2 separate regions of the Mus musculus genome follow, and region 1 is linked to region 2. Evidence: chromatin contacts called from public HiChIP or PLAC-seq data. All regions are on one chromosome and are shown on one strand. Each heading gives the region's core, a stretch centred on a gene start, on an enhancer-like site or on the middle of the called end of the contact. The rest is flanking DNA. Distances are from core to core; before and after follow the strand shown.

The links. HiChIP or PLAC-seq counts read pairs in DNA pulled down with a chosen protein or histone mark.
Region 1: an H3K27ac HiChIP or PLAC-seq map of heart atrium shows a contact between it and region 2, with 5 read pairs. The contact joins two enhancer-like sites. A contact is called at or near these places in 3 of 115 datasets of contacts at active chromatin or transcription factors (embryonic forebrain, fibro-adipogenic progenitors and heart atrium).

What each region holds. Positions count from the first base shown.
Region 1 is chr4:82,481,691-82,488,352 of GRCm38.p6, reverse strand. The region is part of intron 2 of Nfib (nuclear factor I/B); the gene reads left to right. It also overlaps 2310067E19Rik. Among named protein-coding and RNA genes, the nearest start is that of Nfib, 21 kb to the left of the region's middle. Within about 2 kb of position 4,877, at least 22 of the 459 cell types and tissues checked have an H3K27ac peak or open chromatin away from gene starts, as enhancers often do. A contact at or near this core is called in heart atrium, where this site is marked.
Region 2 is chr4:81,826,441-81,833,456 of GRCm38.p6, reverse strand. No RefSeq gene overlaps it. Among named protein-coding and RNA genes, the nearest start is that of Gm11412, 86 kb to the right of the region's middle. Within about 2 kb of position 3,281, at least 18 of the 459 cell types and tissues checked have an H3K27ac peak or open chromatin away from gene starts, as enhancers often do. A contact at or near this core is called in heart atrium, where this site is marked.

The sequences.
Region 1 (6,662 bases), core at 3,628-6,127, 650 kb before region 2:
TATAAAGAAGTGTCTTCATTAGGACTCCTATAGTGAAGTAGCAGACAGACTGGCTGACAGACCACAAACTACTTCATTCTCACAGTTCTGGAGATGGTTAGTCCAGGGTCAGTGTCCAGGGAAAGCTACTTTCTGGGTCGCTGATCCTCTCCTCCAGTGTCTTGTCAGAAAACCCACTGGGATATCTCTTCAACCCACTAATTTCATTGGTGAGGGGTCCATCCTCCTGAATTAATTTGGTACCAAATGTGTTTCTTAATACCATCATCTTCAGGGTTAGGGTTTAAACAGGAGTTTTGGGGACACATAAACTGTACTGGTTTGTTTTCTGTTGCTGTGATGAGATCCCATGACCAAGCCACCTGGGGAAGAAAGGGTTTATCTCACCTTCTGTTTCCAGGTAACATTTCACCGCTGAAGGTAGTCAATCAAGGCAGGAACTAAAGCAGGAACAAATGGAGGGATGCTACTAACTGGCTTGCTTCTTTTCTGACTTCTGCTCAGTTAGCTTTCTTATCTAGCCCAGTCCCACCTGCATAGGGATGGTGCTGCACAGAGTGGACTGGGCTCTCTAATATCAGTTAACAGTCAAGAAAATGCTTCACAGACATGTGCAGACCAATGTGATAGAGATTGTCTCCAATTGAGGCTTCCTCTTCTCAGGTGACTCTGTCAAGGTGACACCAACTACTAAGCAGTATATAAGCATTTAGTCTCTTAAACATAGGACATGCCTATGATTAACACAGTTCTGCTCTTGCCTTTATGAGCTTTGTTACTTTGGTCAAGTCTTTTGATTTTTCTCTTTGATAAACTAGGATTTCTAATGACTATTTTAGGATTTGTGTAATCATGTAAGTAGAGCACTCATTTAATAGCCATTATTATTTTTTTAAATATTTTTTATTACATATTTTCCTCAATTATATTTCCAATGCTATCCCAAAAGTCCCCCATACCCTCCCCCCCACTTCCCTACCCACCCATTCCCATTTTTTTGGCCCTGGCGTTCCCCTGTACTGGGGCATATACAGTTTGCGTGTCCAATGGGCCTCTCTTTCCAGTGATGGCCGACTATTATATAAAGGAATATAGTGTATAGACTACCTGAGCATGGAGGGAAGGAATATGTGAATATTTAAACAAGTACTCATCACTGTGTTAGTAGCTATCTCCAGCAAAAATAAAACATCCTAAAGAGAGAGGATGGGGGAAGCAATGTTCCAGCAATACGCCCGTGTATGGGTCCTTGCTAGTAAGAACTTTGAAGGTAGGCATATACAGTTAGCTGATCCTATAAGGTTTTGAAATACACTTAAATTACTGTATCATTTCAGGAGTCCTCAGATTTTCTTGAGTTTCCTTAATGCATCTAGGAATATTTTAGGGAAAGGAGTAAAATCATTTTCTTTGTGGCTTCCTGAATCAAAAGCTTGACCCGTGTTTGATAAAGAGTGTCCTAGTCAAACCTTGAAGTGAACTTGTTACCCTGCTGTGGAACGTGGATCTCTCCTGTGTATCAAGATGAAGTCACCCACACTTGGAAGAGCTTCGTTTACATTGTAGATTGGGTTGGACAGAAGTGTGGATATGACAAGGCTGAACGGCTAGTTAAAATGAGCGAGCTGCTGGTCTTGAGACTCTCAGTCAGAAAGGTCCCGTGACCCTTAGTTGGGTCAGAGCCTCAGACAGTTTAATTGCTTACGTGGATTGTTTTGATTCTATTGCCGGCTGACTCTTCAAGTCAGCCTTCCTACTCCTCCTTTTTGTGGCTTTCCGAAAATTAATTAAATGACCTCTAGAGGGAAGAACTTAGTATTTATTGCTTAGAGCAATTTCACTTTTACTAAGAGCAACTGGAAGTCAAAGGAGAAATGGTTAAAACATTGGCTTCTCCCCACCATGAGGGATCAGCGTTTGACTTAGGTGACTCTGGTTCGTTGGCTCCCCATGGGCGTGGAGCTAAATTGGTATGCCAGATTCCTGGGCAACGGGATGATCCTGCTCTCTGTGGCCAGTGGACTGTTCCTCTCACTCACTTTGCAGAGCAGTTTGGAAACTGTGGAGATTAAGAGGGAAGTATCTTAAATTATATGTTAGGCTGATGGTATGTGCAGAAGAAACATATTCCTACATGAAGGGCTTGACCATGGTGTTTATCATAGACCTAATGGCTCTAGTCAGGGCTCAGAAGGAGAAGTTGTTCCACACTTGTCTAGTAGTTAAAGGGTAACTAGGGTGTGCACATCAGAACATTGATCGGCTTGCTTGGATTCTGGTCCAGAAGTGCTAATGATCTGTGCTGTGCCTTTTCTTTTTGAGAAGAGACTGGCATTCAGTTGCTGTTCACAGGATACAGAGAGATCTATAAAAGTGAGTTCCTAGAACACAGTGTATCCTCAAGTTTTCAACACTCAAATCGGATTGCTGCTGATAACATTTGTAACATTTGTTACTGTGTCTTCCCAATGCTCTTGAAGAGCTTTGTGTACACTTCTAATAGAAGTTAATGAGATGCTACAATGAGAACATCCACATGGATCCTAAACACTGGCTGTGTTCTGTAGCTTCTCAGAGTTGCTGCAGTGTCTCTTTTATTCCTACCACGTCAAGCATCATGTTGCAGGGTATGACCTGTAGTTATCATGTGCAATTTTGGTTCCATTTATAGTCTCCAAATAAGGGAAAAGCAGCTTATAGTAATATGAGGATCACTGGTCTTACAATAATTAAATAGACTTGTTATACGGCATTAATCCCGTTTGGAACAGTTGGAATGACTTCTCAGTACTAACAAACACAGCATTAGGGCTCACAGTTAATCTGCTTTTTGTATCCAACATTCGTATAATATAAAACATGTGTATGGAGAAACATATTTTAGATTTAAGATGAGTTCATGGGAGGACAAAATGAAATTGTATTAGATTCTAGCAATATGAACACAGTTCCAAATACTGATAAAATCTGGAATTCATTTAGAATGAGAGTAGGTAGAAAAATATTTTTAGCAACTTGCAAGTTTTCTTTGCTGAATACCGTGTTTGTATTCTTAGAATTGGATTTTTTTTTGCTGAGATCCATGTGTGGTAGATGTATGAGACATACATGTAATGTGAACAGAAACCTTTATGCAGCTATTGATGCCTTGTAAGTTGTGGTTATGGTATCTGTCATTGGTACAACCTCTGGTCTGTCCTTGAGAGCTGAAGCAGACTCAGTTTTAAAGTCTGGTCCGATCTGCTTCTGTAGGTCATGGGAATGGTGCTAGTGAAAGATTTATCTTTCATTCACTGTTCAAAGAACATCATTACGGTTTTGTTGAAAGGGCTCCTGGGTTAGGATTATGTTTATGTCTCCTGTGGTACAAGCCCCATGAGGCAGGGTTTTCTCATCAGTGTAGACTTCCTTACTGTCCTTGAATGTTCCACACTTGGGATGTGAGTTCATCTTTGGTGCTCTAGTTCCAGGAAACGAATCTCAGGAAGGATGAAGTATTGGTCCATCATAGGACAGATTGCATCGCCTGTGCAGAGGAGTGTGGAAAATCCTGTGATTACTGAGTGGGGTACAGCCATTTTATGTCACGTGCCTGGGACCAGCTACCACATTGTCAGGGAAAAACACGATGTAGCAACAGTATTAGATCATGCAAATGAGACTACTGAATAGTAATAGTTATGGGCAATATTTTGGAAAACACTGATTAGTGACAGTTTTATTACAGCAAATGTATGTATCAAGTCCCCAGATTTCATTGTAACGCACTGAAAACAGATGTCAAAGTGTCCCAAACAGAATTTCATGGTTAATCTACATATTGCATGGAAAGTGCAAACAAACCATTTAGAATTCTGTTATTTAATCCTTTTAGAAGGAACGAAAATAGACAATTTAGGTTTTCTTCCTTCTTTCTTTTAATTTCAGTTTTTGTTTTCTAGGGACTGAGGATAAATTATTTTTCTGTTTGTTTTTTTTTTAAAGATGCATATGGGAGGAGATATGTTTGCCTATGGATGTGATTTTACGTAGTGTACTTTAAACTGTAACTTTCTGAGCATAAGGTCTTTGTACTATAGAAAGGAAAAATTAGGTGCTAAATTATTTAGTGACCTGGCAGTGGAATTACTTTCTTGTATTTCTTTGTTTACTGGCAGATTTCATTCTGGGCCACACAACGATGCAGCTGAAATGAAAGAGAAAGCAGTTAGTGACTACTTCTGTCATGTCTCTGGGGGACTTTGTCTCTCAGGGACTCAGTTTCTAGAGGACTTCTCTAAGACCTCTTAACTCTGGCATCTTAGGAATTTGGCCTCTGGTTAGTTTGGCCAAGGGGCAGGGCAGTCTCCACCATGATAACCAGCTCTGAAAGAGTTGATACCCTTGCTAAATTGGAGTTTTAATATGTTTTATTTATTATTGAGTATTATGTAACATTTCTATGTGGTTAATTCAAAGTCCAATAAGCAGATGGTTTAGGTCGGTCTATACTTAAAAATAAAAAAAAGGTTACTCTTGGAGTAGCCTTTATTTGGTAGGATTTTAGTGCAGAGGGGCGGGGTGTGTGTGTGTGGGGAGGTCTCAAGAGATTACAGTTCGGAATATTGTGCTTAAGAGACCCAAGCCTCTTTGGTTGTTTATGTTAGTCTGACTGCTACAGAGGCAGAATAAGCATAGCTAATAAGAAGTATGAGTTTATGAAAACACCAGCCACACTTTTTAAAAGAAGCACAGACAAAAGTCACAACACATCGACTGTTCTCATTTTCACTTTCGTGAAATAAATTGACTCAAGGGTCTTCTGTTTTCTCTCTGCTGTCTCTTCTTAGGAAGTGCTGTAAGGAAGTCAGGCCGCAGCCATGTTTTTCAGGGGAAGCTGCCTTTCCATTCTCAGTGGTTGGCAAACACTCCCTTAAAGTTACAGACAGCTAGCTAATATCACGGAGATGCTAACAGTCGGGAAACAGAAAAGAATCTACTAAAAATGCATCGTTAAGGTTAAGCTTCCAGCAAGATATGACTTGATGTATTTGGATAAGTGTTTGAAATTGGTTTAAGAAAAAAAAGTAAGTTGAGAGTTTCATATTTTAAGAAAAACAGGAGCTGTCTTGAGGAGTTGGTGTGCAGGTTGCTTCTGAATCCCGGCGACTTTCAGATTAGTTTGATAATTACTCTCTCCATTCCCTCTGGGCCATGTACATCTTTTATCTCAGTTATATATTTTTTTTAAAGTTTAAGACAAACATAATATAACTGCTCTTATCTAAGAAATGCTTCTAAGGCTTCTGTCTCAGTTCAGTTTTTAGAAAACGAAACACTAGGTTCAATGTCAAAGGACCCTTCAATGGATATTTTAAGGTAAGAGTCTTTTTTAGTATGGGAAAGATGGCTCTTGAGTTCACGTTTCACATGTTATCTTGTCCCCTGGAGTATGGCGAACACTGGACTGAAGAGGAGGCAGGCATGGTTAAAAAAAATTAAATACATGTTAAATACACATTCTTCCAAAAAGTTCATTTCTAGCTTGATGGTCATGAAACAAGTTTTAAGGTATGTTTCTCAGGCACAGTTGTAGATAGATAAATGCATGAATAAAGTTGGATAAGAGTGTAAGGCAAAGCCATGGCCATGATGTGGGAGTGTCCCAGGAAGCAACGGCATTTATTTAACGAGCAAATGCATGTAAATGTAGACTGTGTATAGAATAACAGGAGAATTACATGTGGTTATTGAAGTGGTGAAAGGGAGAACCTTCAAATTGGGTAAATTGTATACCGGGATTTGCTGTCTTTATTTTCTTCTATCTATTGATTGGTCAGTGTTTCAAACTGTCATTCTACGTATACATACTATAAGTTTTCAGAATGAGCAAAATGAAACCAAATGGTGTGCCCATGCCAGTCACTGAGCGTATTCTTGATCATGCCATGGGTCTGAATGATGGTTTTATTGTTCACCATGTGGTTGGGTCCATTAGTTTTATTTGCTAAGCTTTGGTTTTCTGAGCTCTGGAGTGGTATTGCTGGTCTACTCAGCAGTTCTGAGATCAAATCAGAAAATGCCTGTAAAGTGCTTAGCACCACGCCTCTCACACTGCAGGTGCTTGATAAGGCATAAGGCATTTACCTTCAGCTGGGTATAGTGCAAACCCAGCTCTCAGGAGGCTGAGACAGGTGGCTGTCTGTGAGTTCCAGCAAGCCAGGGCTACAGAGTGAAACTATCTTAAAAAACAAACAAGCCAACAAACAGACAAAGAGACAACTCATCCCAAATCTAAAATCATTACCAGTATACTCTGATACTAACCAGCTCACACAATGTGGACATATAGTAGCTCTTCAATATTTATTCTATAGGAGAGTGCTCCCGACCTTTCTCTGAGGAGCCTAGAAGATGAAGTGTCCCCTTCGCGGGGGGTAGAATATTAATTTGAGGACAGTTAATAAAGTGAGAAGAAAAAACTCTGAAGTTCGCAGTTTTTCAAATATTGTAATTATGGCGAGAATTCTGGCAGATAGTATGGTTGCTGTGTGATTTCTGAAGACTTCATCCCTCCTGTGCATGGCAGAGAACTACAAAAGGTTACCATCCTCATGCCAGCATCTGTAGGTAACTTACAAGCATAGCCTTCCCTAGGAGCATAAAGACATGCTGGATACCAG
Region 2 (7,016 bases), core at 2,032-4,531:
TACCAAGGGCTGTGTTCTTGTTTATTAAGATTGCCACATTGCGCTCTTTAAAAATATAAATGTTTATTCTCATTCAACAATGCTCCCAAGTACCCATAGTCTCATGTTTTATATCACTTGGTTTAGAACAAGTTGTTTTCATCAAAATATGAAATGAAAATGACTGTAGTAGTGTTTTCTCCTTTTTTACCTGATAACCAGTAAAGCCAATGTATTTAATTGCTACAGAGCTTTCCTGTTTATTCACTGTCTGTTTACCTTTGTGCAGTTTTCTACTGACTTGCATAGCCACTTGCTTTCCTACTGATTACTGGAGACCTTCTACATTCAGTATGAGTCTTTCTCCAATGTAGCATCCTTTGGGCTGTTACTTAAAATTAGTTGTTAGTGTTTTCCAGATAGATGATAATTTTATCAGTAAAGACTGTTGGTATTTGTCTGTATATTTTTAGATTTAGGATATCCGTTGGAAGGCCAACATCAAATCTTACATTAAAAAATGGTCACTTTTATTTCCTCTTAGTAGTTTCATTACTTCTGTTTCTTTAGTCTCCTTTATATATCAGATAATCCTTTTGTACACGATGTGGTTGTGCAAGGATTTGAAGGTTTTTCCAGTTTTTTTTTTCTAAGATTATATGAAGGAATCTATCACTTAGATATAAACACTCCTAAGAAAAGTTAATGTATGTGTCTTCTTCTGGGTTGCTTATCACTTAATCAAATTATTGATTCCTGGGGTAATTAATAGGATGCAATGTTTTCTTACATTGGTATTTTTTTCTACTTCATTTTATGCCAACTTGATACATATTAGATTCATTTGGGAAGAGAGACTCTCAATTGAGAAAATACCTCCATAAGACTGGCCTCTAAGCAAGTCTGCTTGGTATTTTCTTTCTTTCTTTTTGTTTTAAATTTGTAATTTTTTATTAGGTATTTTCTTTATTTAAATTTCAAATGTTATCCCCTTTCCTAGTTTCCCTTATAAAATCCCCTATCCCCTCTCCCTCCCCTTGATCCCCAACCCACCCACTCCTGCTTCCCGGCCCTGGCATTCCCCTATACTAGGGCATAGAACCTTCACAGGACCAAAGGCCTCTCCTCCCATTGATGACCAACTAGTCCACCCTCTGCTACATATGCTGCTAGAGCCATGAATCCCACCATGTGTTTTCTTTGATTGGTGGTTTAGTCCTAGGGAGCTCTAGAGGTACTGGTTAATTCATATTGTTGTTCCTCCTATGGGGCTGCAAACCCCCTCAGCTCCTTGGATACTTTCTCTAGCTCCTTCATTGGGGACCCTGTGCTCTGTCCAATGGATGGCTGTGAGCATCCACTTCTGTATTTGTCATGCACTGGCAGAGCCTCTCAAGAGACAGCTATATCAGGCTCCTGTCATCAAAATCTTTGTGGCATCTGCAATAGTGTCTGGGTTTGGTGGTTGTTTATGGGATGGATCCCCAGGTGGGGCAGTCTCTCAATGGGTCATTCCGTAAGTCTCTGGTCCACACTTTGTAACTCCTTCCATGAGTATTTTGTCCCCCCTTCAAAACAGGATCAAAGTGACCACACTTTGGTCTTCCTTCTTCTTGAGTTTCATGTGTTTTGTAAATTGTATCTTGGGTATTCTGAGCTTCTGAGTTAATATCCACTTATCAGTGAGTGCATATCATGTGTGGTTTTTTGTAATTGGGTTACCTCACTTAGGATGATCCATCCATTTGCTTAGGAATTTCATAAATTCGTTGTTTTTAATAGTTGCGTATACTCCATTGCGTAAATGTATCACATTTTCTGTATCCATTCCTCTGTTGAGGGACATCTGGGTTCTTTCGAGCTTCTGCCTATTATAAATAAGGCTGCTATGAACATAGTGGAACATGTGTCCTTATTCCAAGTTGGAGCATCTTCTGGGTATATGCCCAGGAGTGGTATTGCTGGATCTTTGGGTAATACTATGTCCAATGATTCCTGTGAGAGGCCAGTCCATTGAGTGTGGTGTTACCGCTGTGGAGGTACTCCAGGGTGCTATTAAAAAGCAGGCTGAGGAAGGATGGAGGAGCAATCCAGTAAGCAGAGTTCCTTCTTCGATTCTGCTTCAGTTTCTGCCTCCAGGTTCCTGCCTTGACTTGTTTTGATAAAGGACTGTGATGTGGAACTGTAAGCCAAATAAACCCTTTCCTCCACATTTCGTTACAGCATGTTATCACAGCAATAGAAAGCAAACAAAGACAATATCTGAGTGTCCCTTATTGCTGCCATTGGTTTTGATGATTCTATACACAGCTTTATAACTGTGCCTTCATTTAGAGTCCATAATAAATCTATAAGTATTTTTATATTTATCCTAGGAGACTATAAAGAGAATTGAAATATTTATAATACTCAGTGAAGGAACTAAAAACCCTGAATTTAACATGGAAATATATGCACCTACAACTTTCTCTAAAAACCTTAAATTACCATTTATCTATCTACCTACTTACCTATCTATGATATGATCATACTCTATCACAGAACATCCCTGCTTAATTATTCCTCAATCACTGCTCCTTTTAATTATTTGTAGTGTTTATAGGTCAGAGCTGAGGGTTGAGAACCTGGTATGCTTCTAAGGAGGATGTTGCACTAGATGTCTAGGTGTGGCCAAGAAAGACAAAGTAAAAGGAGAGACACTGACAGCTGTGAAATGAAAAAGATAAGGACATGAAGCCGACTTTAAAACGGGTTGGATCAGCACTCAAGAAAGAGCATCCCTCAGCGCAGCTGACTATGCACTAACTTTATAATGGGATTTCAGGCTGGCTGTGAGCCAGCAAATTGCCTTTCTTCATTTGAATGTTCATTTGGCTAACTGATCCTTTTAGAATACCTGTCATTTTGAGGTTAACAGACCAAAAGAAGCCACAAAAAGAGTTTGATCTCTGTGTAGCAGAAAGCAGGTCTTGAGAATGGAGAACTACAATTAACTAGTATATAGGAGTGTCAACAGTATCTTTGGAATCACAGGATTTGTTGTGCAAGGAGAAATTCATAAATGCTAATTTTCTCTCTTTGGGCACAGAGGGTTTGTTCTCTTCCTAACTAAACTTGGGGACTTTATGTGTGTAAAGTTTACCAATGCAAAGTTAGCAGAGTGTACCCACTCAGATCCGGGATGTAGCTGAAGGAGTCTTGTTTACTTTTCCATGCCCCCTTTCCTGATTTGGTCCTCATGAAAACTGGAGAAAAGGAAATGCCATTAGCCTGGGCCTCCTAGAGACAAAGATAAGGAGAGCCCTGCAGGCTGACCCATATCAGGGCAAGAGTACAAGGCAGGAACTCACTGACTGGCAACCGACTAACATTCCAGGATGGTTTGTCGCCTCTACTTTACTAAGAATGGTGAATCATGTTTTCCCATGTTCTATCTCTTGCACTTAACATCTCTGTCCTCAAATGTCTTTTTTCCACATGGGAGTTGAATGTGTTATAGTTTCAGTTTCTGGCTTTTCCTTGCCCTGTGACTTAATGAATGCCACGTATATCTGGGATTTTTTGTTGTTGTTGTTGTTGTTGTTAATTGTTGTTGTGTTAAAACCATGGATGCATGGATCGGTGACTGTGTTCCATTTCCCCCATCCTCAGGAACAGGACCTATCCTCCTTTAAGATCAGAAATGGATGTGCTGCTGGCTCAGGTTTGAGTCTGTACTAAAGTGGAAGTCTCTTACCACTACCCAGTACTCTCCACGATAATGAAGTTGGGCCTTCTGAAGAATGGAATCCATCTTGTCTTTTATTGACCTTTTTAAAAAGCCCTACCAAACAAAAACACCAACCATGAACACAGTCCCCAGACACTTTTCTTCTCTGATGTACACCTGCATGCCTCAGCTATGTCGTTTATTATAATATGACTCTGGCCTTGCAAAGTTGGACAACTGAGTAAAAAGGCAAATGTCTACCATGTACAATGCTCATCTCACTAATTCCCTTAATTATAAATATTTATTTGTCAAAGCCTTTTACATTTATGATTTCAATAATTCTATTTTTCACTGATTATTACCAAAGTTATTTTTATTAAATATTCTTGCAGAGTTTTCCCTCTTGTGGCAATATCATCCATATGATGCTGACAACAAAATTATTGAAGTGTAAAATCCTGTGGTTCAGTCACTTTCAGTTAAGTTGTATACAGTCTTAATAACTATAATAATAAGAACAGCTCACAAGATAGTATAGACAATTGCCTACATTCAAAGGACCCACTAAACCTTTACATCAAGTTTCTGGGATCCAGAAGGAGTAGAAGAAGTAGTTGACTCTGTGGAGCTTTAAGGACTTTTCATCTTGTCTGAATTCTTTACATATTACACAAGGACATCCAAGAAAGTGTCAAGTGAGATTTTGAGTTTTCACTAGGATAAAGTTAGGCTGGATCTACTGAGCTGATGGATTGGGGTGGAGGGTATGTGTACATATTCCAGAGAGTGCTGTGCCCACAGACTACCCACATAGCATTCCTCCGGATCCCAGAGGCTGCCAAATCCATCACCCACCTCCTGTCTCCCTTTGCTTCTTATCCTGGCTTTGCTTCTAGTTCTGTTGCTTCAACTGGCTCTCTTGGTTCCCTGGACCCCAACTATCTCAAAAATCTGATCCCCTGGATTCAACTAACAGTCCACTTGTTTTAATGCATCTTTGACTTGACACTGTCCTGAGCTTGCTCATTGGTTTCCTCCATGAGAGGAAGGCTACTTTCTTAGGCAGCTGCAGACAACCTTAACCTTAATGCTCTCTGGTGGATAATATAAATTGATGAATTGCCTGCCTTCCATCTCCCCCTTCCAAATCTCTCCTCTCTCTCTCTCTCTCTCTCTCTCTCTCTCTCTCTCTCTCTCTCTCTCTCTCTCTCTCTCTCTCCCTCCCTCCCTCCTTTCTTCCCTCCCTTATTCCCCCAAGTCTATTGAAACTAACCCTTTCGATCCCCTTAAATCCCAAAGACCAGAAAATATTTACTGTTCGAATTTGTGTTCTTATATTCTTGTATTAATTAAAGTTCATTGTGATCTTGAAAGTAGTCATTCCTAAGTGCCTTCTTTTCTAGGTAAAACTTTAAAAATGATCAGTTCTTCTATCGCGGGTTATTCGGGACCGGAATTATGTACAATGCTAAAATATGGGGCATGCCCAGGTCATTGAATAGCCCAACATCAACCTCTGTTTCTCACTTTGCTCCAACCGCTGATCTATGCACACTGCCAATATGACAACAATATTTTCCAATGTATTTTTCTGGTTCCTATTTGACAAATATTAGTTGTATAAATGTATGACTGGGGAGTGGCTACACACAAGTTATGGCATGCATATTGAGGTCAGAACACAACTTTTTACAGTTTATTGTCTTCGTCCTCGTTTACACAGGTTCCAGTAATAGACCTTGGATCATCAAACTCCAGTCACACCAGTCCTTTTTATGGTCTTCATTTTCAGTAGTGAATCATGCTTTTGCTTTGTGTGTTTGCTTGTGTGCTTTGCTTTGCTTTATTTCATTTCATTTCATTTCATTTCATTTCATTTCATTTCATTTCATTTCATTTTATGTGGGCCGGTAGTTTTAGACCCCTCTTATAGTGGAGTGATGACCTTAAAGTTCTGATCCAACTGCTCCCACATCCCAAGTGCTGAGATTATGGGGTCTGCTATATGGCAGATTTTAAGGGGTGCTGGAGATCAAGTCCAGGGCCTCATACATGCTAAGCAAGCACTCTTATAACTGGGCTCTGCTCCCAGCCTCTGATTCATGCATTGGCAATAAAATAAGGGTATTTGTGTGCATGTGAATAAATGTCTCTTAGAACCAGGGCTGAAAATTCTGTCTGTGGAGAGACAGACAAGTATTGTTGACATTCTGGGTCAACGAGTCCCTCGTTCACATCCTTCTTCCCAGCTTTCATTCATCCGCCCAGATTTGAAAATGTCCTACCCTCAGTTTACGGACTGAAAATAATAAGCTGGCCGAGTAGATTGCTAACTCTTAGTTTATGATGCTATTTATTTACCTATTTTTCACAGAATTATTACCCTCTTCATCTTTGAATTCTATTAGATGCAATCCTATGAAGACTGAAATTGATATTCCTGATTTATAAACTTAATCCTTAAATATTTCATGAGCAAACAGACCAAAAAATGAAAAATTATATTTTCTAGTAAAAATGTACATTGGGTGTAATTTTATTTTTATATGTTTAGGTGTTTTGCTTGCATGTATGTCTGTGTACCACCTAAATGCCTGGTATCTGCAGGGAGATAGAAGGGGGTGTCAGGTGTCCTGGAACTAGAGTTACAGATGATTGTGAGCCATTGTGCTGGTGTTAGGAGAATGGTGTTTCCTCTGTATGAGCCAAAATTCTCTTAACCATTGAGTTATTTCTCTGTCCACTAGATGTAAAATTTAAGAAAGCATATTGATTATTTTAAATTTACACACATGTTAGCTGTCCTCTGACAACTCTTTATTTCTTCACCTTATTTTGTTTTATCAGTTACACGTTTTGAAAGAGTAATTTCCTTTAAACTTTGATAGATTTTTCCCCCCAGTTTCTTCCTCATTGCCCTGGCCTTTGGTTTGATGGATCTTTTCAGATTCTTCCAGTAGTAAAACTGTAAGAAGTGCTTTCAGAGCTTGAAAATGAAGCCTATTAAAGTCATGGTTATGCCTGCCAAAAATCATAGCACAGGTAGCAGGCACTCTACTCCCACCCTGGCTGAACATCCACCATTTGTCCTATCAACACATACCATCTTTCTTGCTCTGTGGGATGTTTGATCGTATCTCTCTGAGATTAGAGCCAGCAAATGTGCTAATTGTGACCTTATGCAACAACTTTAGTAACTCAGAAAAATATTAGTTTCCTCATAAAAGATGACTCAGTCTTCCTCCACCAGGCCATGGAGTTTTATTATTTTGGAATAATCTCTAATCTTTGGAAAACTCTAGTTAATGTCTCGAGTAAGCATCAC